Linked DNA regions of Zea mays: region 1 is linked to region 2. A link is a contact called in public Hi-C data. All regions are on one chromosome and are shown on one strand. The core of a region is the stretch at or near the end of the contact, and the rest is flanking DNA. Distances in the headings are between cores, read along the strand shown.

Region 1 (4,570 bases), core at 1,155-3,654, 160 kb after region 2:
CCATTTGAGTTGTGAACTCCGTGGGTTGTGTTTTGAGCTCAAGTTGTGACTTGTGTGCGTGATTGTGCTGTGATTTGAGTCTTGTGTGTGTTGCTCTCCCCTCCCTTACTTCTGTGCTTCTTTTGTGATCATCAGTGTAAGGGCGAGAGGATCCAAGTTGTGGAGATTCCTCGCAAACCGGAGAAAGACTAAGAAAGCAAAAATCGTGGTATTCAAGTTGATCATCGGATCACTTGAAAGGGGTTCAGTGCAACCCTCGTCCATTGGGACGCCACAACGTGGAAGTAGGCAAGTGTTACTTGGCCGAACCACGGGATAAAAATCACGTGTCTCTTGTGTGCTTTCTCTTTGATTGTGTGTGTTCACAAGAGCTCGTTTCAAGCTACTTAGCCATTCTAACTTTAATAACTAAGTTTTGTGGCTATTAGTATTGAATTTTACAGGATCACCTATTCACCCCCTTAGGTGCTCTCAAGTGTTGCCTATCGATGTGAGCTTAAATGCTGTTAGGTTCGCCAGGCAAAACAATCTAATTGCGGTGATTATTATAATTCAATGATGGACAATATTGATGAAGTGACCAACAAGATAGTGATAGCTCTAGGAGAAATAGAGAAGGACAAGATCATGGCCGCCAAAGCTTAGAACAAGAAAGTCAAGGCTAAGTCGTTCCAGGTAGGAGACGTGGTATGGAACACCGTCTTGCCACTAAGGAGCAGAGATCGGAAGTTTGGAAAGTGGTCACCAAGCTGGGAAGGCCCTTAGACTAGCTCCAACAAGGAGCTCTAAAGGGTCCTGTACCCTAAGTTTAGAGGACGAGGACGTCATCTACTCCCTCCAGCAACGTCCTCTAAACGGTCCTCTAAATTTAGAGAACGCTGTTGGATCCTCTATATGTAGAGTTTCTCTAAACGGTTCTCTATCTATTTGAATACTTTAAACAACCGGTTTAATAAAACTAAAATATGTACAATACATTTGAGAGTATGACAAATACGTATGTACAAAAATTAAAAAATTAAAAATGTCTTTAATATAGGTATTTATGTATAGAGGACGTGATTTAGAGGACGTTGTTGGAGAGAAAGTAGATATAGGAGATGGAATCTTTTAGAGAAGACTGTAAAGGACGGATATAGATGATGTATATAGAGGACGTTGCTGGAGACAGTCTTACAAAATCACACAGGTCGATTGAAGAACCAACAATCGATCAATCAATCAAATTACCTTCTGTTCTTTACATTTGCCCTAGGAGTAGACAGTAACTTAGATTCTTCTCTCTATCTTCACCTCTTTCCCGCTCTATGTCGTTTAGAGGTGTCTTGGGTGGCTTGCCGATCCCAAGACACATCCTAGAATCTTTCCTCCCCGATGGAGTCCCTTCCGGGAGCGTTATCTAGACGCCGTCGGCGAACTCCACCGGCCCTACGCACGCGCGAACCGTCCGACCATCAGGCGCGCATCGTCCGGCTCGTTAGGCAGGAACCATAGCCTCTGCGCTAGGTCGTGGACCGTCCGGTCCCTGGCGGCGTACCATCATCGCTTTCACAGAAAGCATCGCCGACGGTTCTCATCGCAGTGATTGGCGTCCGGATTGGCGCCAAAAGTGAGTTACCAGAAAAGACGCCAATTAGTATTAGGAGGGCAAATCTGCATTAACACAAAGAACATCGAGTTAATTATTGCATAGAGATAGGTTTTGATACTAGGTGTTAGAAATCTTTGATTTGGACATAATTTTAGGTTCATACATATTAGCTCACCCATAAAAAGTAGTTGTTAGGTTCAAGATTCTAAAACATTTCTAGAAGATGTATACCGAAGAAAGTCCCGTATTACCCCCCTCTCCCTGTCACCGTCAGCGCGAGTGTCATCCTTCCTTTGTCATAGATAACAAGCATGGTCCCTCATGTACCACCTGTCAGTGAATGCGGAAGTGACCTAACTTCACTAAGAAAAATCAGGTCACCATTTTCCATCCAGCTATGAGCCTAGTGCAGACTTCCAGCCAGATGGATATACTCACGAGGAGGAAAAAGCTGTTCCTCCTTGCATGTGTGTGGATTTGTTTCCATCCAATTCTGATGTGACCCGTCTGGCTATCGACTTAAGAGATTTAGCTATTCATATGTGTGGATTATATATAGGTTTAATAGTTACTACTTCAATTAAAGTATTTCCAGTCCTAAAGGAAAGAATCTCTAAGCATCTGAAAAAAAATAAAACTCTGAGCCGTCCAATTCCCTTCAATTCCTATCTAACCAAACAAGCCCTTAGTTGATTTTTTTTTGTTTTTAGAAATAACAAAGCATGGTTGATTAATGGAAGAAATTAGCACAAAATATCGCTTTCATGGTCAAGTTTTCCTTATCCCGCAGGGGCAGGGCACTGGGAAGGTGCCTGGAAGCAGCCCTCATATGCTAGCTGGAGCTGAAACCCTATCTATAAAGAAGGCTGAAGGCTCCACACATACAACTCCGTAGAGCTCCCTGCTTTGTTCAGACTTCAGAGCCCTTCCTCTTGTGTCCGTGCAAATTGGTGATACTTGAACAGGGATCTCCTCCATATTAGTGAGCAGGATGTATAATCCTCCCAGTGGGCAGGACATGTCCTACTACGATCATGTGCAGAAGCGCCATGAGGAGAAGGGCTGCCTATATGCATGGTATGGTACTCGCTAACCTTTCTGTTGTTTCTGTTCTTCTCGATTACACCCATCTCTGTTATACATGTGTGTGTGGTTTTGTTAACATAGTTTCCACCATGATACCCGTGATGAAAACTAAGAACACTTTGAACTCTGAAACTTGTCTTCATTCATTTCTTTGGGAAACAAAAGAAGGAGGAATCTTGTATTGAGACTTGATGTTAAAAGCTTATCCGGAGTTCAGTTTCAGAATATTGGTTGGTTTAGTTGGATAGAAAGAAGTGTGGAGAATAATTCACAAGTATACTCCTGGCCACACGGGTTCGAAACAGCCTCTCCGCGTTGTTTGCAGAGAAAGCCTTACTTTGGTTTCTGTGTCACAAGATCAGCCTAACATGAACGAGAATACCTTGGAAAGACCAAACTAGGAAGTCATATGCAACATACACCTTCATACAAACCAATTATTTGGAGGTCTCGTCTTCTACTTTGAAATTGAGTTAGGAATACCAGCCTAGGTATATTAGTAAATATTACTCAGCAGCAACTTTTGAAAAGCGGTTTGAGTTTTCAAAAGAGAAAACCATGTACAGTTTGAGGTTTCCAGAAAAAAATTGAGTAAACATGAACTGGGAAGATATCCCTCCCATATGGAAATTAAGGGAACATGCAGTTCTGAGTTCTCCTAAGAAAACCTCCTAAAGTATTCTTCGTGCTCGCTTTCCTCTTGGACCATGTGATGTGAGTGAGTTCACGGCATTGCTAGTTTTCCTCTTCTTTATTAGTCTTTATTTCGGCACGTCCATTCACCCTTTTTCTTTAGCATCTGGCCAGCCAAACAGAGCAAGGGTCCATGGCTATCGTTTTCAAGGTCCCCTACTGGGCTATAAATCCACGACAGCGAGGCTGTGGTGCCTTTGGCTCATGTGAATGATCAAACGGGAAATGTCAATTTGGTTGTTGCTAGTTGCTGGTCCTTTTCATGTGACATCTGCCTTCGTCTAGATGCGATGTTTGTCCTTGGTTCACATCGCTTCTGTTGGAACAATTATCCTCTCGACCTTGAGCTTCAGCTAATGATTTAGGTCTGAGTTCAGATTTTGAGTAGGCTGTTGGCTAATCAAGCTTCAGTTAACAAAGGAAGCTTTTTTTCCCCCTCTCTTTTCAGCCTGTTCACTGCGTGCTGCTGCTTCTGCTGCTTCGAGACCTGTGAGTGCTGCCTCGAGGCTATCTGCTGCTGCTGCTAGTTCTGCTTGGAGGGCATGGGCGTCCATCATCGTGGAGATGTGGCCATGCGGGACACCCACCGCCGAATAAAATGCTGTACTTATATGCACGCACGTTAGAAATGCATTAGTGTCTGTTTGATGTGATCTTTTGTGTGTGTGTGCGCGCATCTTCATTTGCACTGGAAAATGCTTTATTATTTGTGAAGGTCTGTAAATCTGTTGTATGTATCTTGGTCAGATGAACTCTATTATTGTGCCATATATCTCGCTTGATTGGACAAATCCTTTCGAAGTTTCCTCTTGTCCTTGCTTACCGATGGCAGGGTTAGAAGGAGAGAGTTCGAAAAACAAAAGTATTTGTGACTGTTTATTTTTCGGATGCGTGAAAGCTGCAGTAACTTTATGTTGGAATGCAATTCCTGCTGTCACCAGCCATACGCAAACTCAGGCAGATGTGTTTCTGACAGATTTGCATCATCTTAACTATGCGCTAATAATTTGATATAACTGGGAATAGACTAGCTGTAGTTAGGAGTCGAAACGAGTCCAGCCAAGGCTCGATCAAGTAACGAGTCAAGCTTAGCTCAAAAATTAATTGTTTATTTGATAATATATGCTAATTAGGATTTTATGCTGATTTTTTTTTTCGAGCCATAAAAATAGACTCGATTTATGCTCGTTCTAAACATCA
Region 2 (4,159 bases), core at 912-3,411:
CCCACCGCGGAGGCTTCCCTACAGACACCGAGGCCCCTCCCCGAGGGTCGCCCGCTTCAGGCAAATCTCCGCCTCGCCCAAAGTAACCACCACTCCATCCGTCTCGCCCGAGCCGATCCTAGGCAGATAGGACAAAGGCACCCAAAGGCTAGCGGGGGACACTCGCATTTAATGCGCACACCTATCCCACGCAGAGGCACATGAGCATAGTGACTACAAGACATCGGTCATATCCAGACGCAACAACATGATTACGCTCCCACCACTGTGCAAGCCACTGTTTCACACCCTTTTATCATCATAATAGAAAAGGAAAAAAAGAATGGGACACCTAATCTCAATCTCTCGCTGCCTAGATGTTTTTTTCTTGAATTCCCTATATACTATTGTCAGTTGCTTTGTTGCATCATGATTTTCATGTGTATATTTACAACGGTAAGGATTTGTTATATTCTCACTTATTTTTCAAAAAAGTGGTTTCAATTATTTAAAAAGGTGATCCAATATCTTTTAAAAAGGTTTAGCAACCTAAAAGAAGGGAAACATTAGAGAGTAAAGGTTTTGTGACTATTAATATTTATTAAGGGACTTTCTAAACATGATATTTATGGAGTTTTTTAATGGGAACTATTATTGATGCTCTTATAAGATAAGCTTAGAGCATCTCCAAAAGCTCCCAATTATATACATAAAACAATATTTTAGAGGTAAATGTGGAAAACCTCTATCCAACAAATCCTATTCTATGCTCCTAATTTTTTCGGTGCCCCAAAACCAAAGCTTTGCGGTATAGATTTAGGGTTAAGCCACTGTCGTCCCAACATGTGTTTTTTGCGGTACGTGAGGGCCTCCCACTCTCCCAGTCTGGACGGCTGGACCTCGTGGCGTCATCAACGTACGCCGTGCTCCCCTGCGACGCTCCGCGGTGCCGCACACTCCAGTTCACGTCATGCGGCAGCCAGGAGAGGTGGTCGCTCCCTTACTAGCTCAATGTCACAAGCTTCTACTGCTTCACCTCCATATTCAGTTTAAGAAAAGGTCAACCGAGCTTGATGGATTGCATTGGGATATTTTTAAGGAACTCTTGGATTTGGTATATTTTTTGAGCTTTTAGACTTTTGAGATGAGCCTAATATAGAGATATTTGGAACATAAATACTAGAAGCCGTTGGAGATGGTCTTAAAAATAGTTTTTTGTTAAATTGTCTAGAATCACAACCAAACATGTCAAGAATATGCTTGTGCACGGTGTCGACAGGGCCGACCCCAAGGGGTGCCGTGGGTGCGGCCCCACCGGACCCAAAAAATAGAGGGCCCCCTAGCCACTAGACACTAGCATTTTTTTGTTAAATCTATCTATTCTAGACACAAATACGCATAAAACGATACGCTATCGAATTATCGACTAGTCTCATTTATATTGTTAAACTAATGTCTCAATTACTTATCGAACTATTTATGGTCAACAATAACTCAAGAGAGGTTAAATGGCTTGACGATTCTATATATCGAAAAAGTTATTGGATGAGACTGATCTCGATGATATAAGCGATGACTTTGTATCACTAAATGTTAGAAGATATTTGTAATAATATTATATAACAAATAAGTATTTTTTGCTATATTTTATATCTATTATCTTATAAACTTTAAAACAATGCATAATAATTTTTATACGTTAAATATTCAGTGATATGTGTATAATTATATATATTTGTGTGTAGATGGAGTATTTATATCGAATTTCGCATTGTGCCCCTGAAAAGCCAGGAACGGCCCCGGGTGTCGATAGAAGCTAAGGCCCTCGTTTTACTAGCTACACCAGGCAAATGATTTGCATAAATAACTTAAAAATAAATAAAAGTGAAATGTAAACGGACTGTGGGCGAGCGGCCACGGTGTACCCGTGGACCCGGTCCATGTGACTCACGTCCTCGTCGACACAGTCCGGCACCTTTCCCTCGCCCTTCCTACCGTTACCCATCGGGCATCGCGCACGGCTGCCGCTTTGCGGCCCCTGCCTCTGGCAGCCTGTCGACGTCCCCGTAGGCGTCCCCTCGCCCGCCACCGTGCGCCAGCCGCCAACCCTCCCCTCGTACCCGGAGCCCCGCGCCGCTGATCCACTCCGGAACTCACCATCTATATAAACCACCACCTCCCCAGGGCCCAGGCACAAGAAACCAACACTTGAGTTCACTTCACCTCTACTACACAGGACAGCGCACACGGCACACCCCACCCACCAGGGCCACTACCAGGTCACCACTCAGGCACTCACCACCACCGCTCTCTCGGAGGCCAAATCCCCCAAGACCAAGGGAAAGGAGGGAGAGAAAGAGACCGTCCCCTCCCCTCCTTTCCTTTCGGTGAGGTGGTGAGCAATGGAGCCGGCAGCGGCGGTGGAGCGGCTGGCGCAGCGCCTGGTGCCGCCGGCGGAGCCCACCCCCACCGGCCCTCACGGCCTGTCGTGGCTGGACCGGTACCCGACGCAGATGGCGCTCATCGAGTCGCTGCACGTCTTCAAGCCCGACCCGGCGCGTGACGGGGCGAGCCCCTCGGAGACCATCGAGCGGGCCCTCGCGCGGGCGCTGGTCGACTACTACCCGCTGGCCGGCCGCCTCGCCGTTTCCGAGGGCGCCGGGGGCCTCCACGTCGACTGCAGCGCCGAGGGCGTCTGGTTTATCGAGGCCGCTGTGCGGTGCCGCCTGGAGGACGTCGACTACCTCGAGTACCCGCTCCAGATCCCCAAGGACGACCTGCTGCCGCACCCGCTGCCGAGGCCTACCCACCAGGAGGAGAGCAAGCTGATCCTACTCGTCCAGGTACGCGCACACGCACAGGCGGCCGTCCGTGGATTAATTCCATCTGCATTGTGCGGGATTGCGTTGCTTCGCCGTGGATTTGCGACTCCCAGCTCTCTCTCTCTCTCTCTCTCTCTCTCTCTCTCTCTCTCTCTCTCTCTGACCTCTCCGTGCAGGTGACAGCGTTCGAGTGCGGCGGCTTCGTGGTGGGCTTCCGGTTCAGCCACGCGGTGGCGGACGGGCTCGGCGCGGCCAAGTTCATGGGCGCGGTGGGGGAGCTGGCGCGCGGGGCGGACCGGGTCTCCGTGGCGCCCACCTGGGCCCGCGACGCCATCCCGGACCCGGCCGGCGCGCTGGTCGGCAGCCTCCCCGAGCCCACGGGCGCCAAGCGCCTCGAGTACCTGGCCGTGGACATCTCCGCTGACTACATCGACCACTTCAAGTCCCAGTTCGCGGCGGCCACGGGCGGGGGCCGCTGCTCCGCGTTCGAGGTGCTCATCGCCAAGGCGTGGCAGAGCCGCACCCGCGCGGCGGGGTTCGAGGACCCGGACACCCCCGTGCAGCTCTGCTTCGCCATGAACGCGCGGCCGCTTCTCGGCGCCCGCCTCCCGCGTGGCGGCGCCGGCTTCTACGGCAACTGCTACTACATCATGCGCGTCGCATCCACGGCCGACAAGGTGTCCTCGTCGTCCGTCGCCGACGTGGTGAAGGTCATCAGGGAGGGAAAGAAGCGGCTGCCGTCCGAGTTCGCGCGGTGGGCCGCGGGGGAGGAGGACGCCGACCCCTACCAGATCACCTCCGACTACCGGACGCTGCTGGTGTCGGACTGGACGCGGCTGGGCTTCGCGGAGGTGGACTACGGCTGGGGCCCGCCCGCCCACGTGGTGCCGCTGACGAACTTGGACTACATCGCCACGTGCATCCTCGTCAAGCCATGGGCCCACAAGCCAGGGGCGAGGCTCATCACGCAGTGCGTGACGCCCGACCGCGTCTCGCGCTTCCACGACGCCATGGTGGACATGAACTAGTGTCCCGTCGACCACACGGCCTTCGTCTCCGTCAGCCCCCCGTTTGTTCATCGGTTTCTTGATTTTTTTTCTCTCGTCTCCGTTACTGTGGTAATTAGCAGTCGGTAATTAGTAATCACGTTGCAGCCTTCTGGCGAGTGGTCAACAACAACAACAAAAATGCAAACAGTAAACTAATACGTATAGCAATAACAAAAAAGATACTAATAACAAAGGTGGTGGCGTACATACAGACAAGACAAGCAGCCAGCTAGAGCCAGGAGAGGTGAAATGAAGGACAGGAGGAGAGGTATGGCGGGACAGCTAGAATAGTTGTTGGGATTGGTATTG

Evidence for each region. A called contact is a pair of places that touch in the nucleus more often than the background predicts.
Region 1: a contact with region 2 is called in a Hi-C map of leaf, with 4 times the contacts expected there. The contact joins the promoter of LOC100500997 here to the promoter of LOC103635544 in region 2. A contact is called at or near these places in 2 of 25 Hi-C or Micro-C datasets (ear and leaf).

Annotation. Positions count from the first base shown.
Region 1 is chr8:92,566,714-92,571,283 of Zm-B73-REFERENCE-NAM-5.0, forward strand. LOC100500997 reads left to right here and starts at 2,405. Exons shown (of 2, transcript NM_001321486.1): 1 at 2,405-2,668; 2 at 3,819-4,161. The coding sequence starts at 2,583. The coding sequence ends at 3,897.
Region 2 is chr8:92,411,792-92,415,950 of Zm-B73-REFERENCE-NAM-5.0, forward strand. It overlaps LOC103635544 (acyl transferase 7), which reads left to right and starts at 2,162. Exons shown (of 2, transcript XM_008657973.2): 1 at 2,162-2,822; 2 at 2,978-4,159. The coding sequence starts at 2,382. The coding sequence ends at 3,829.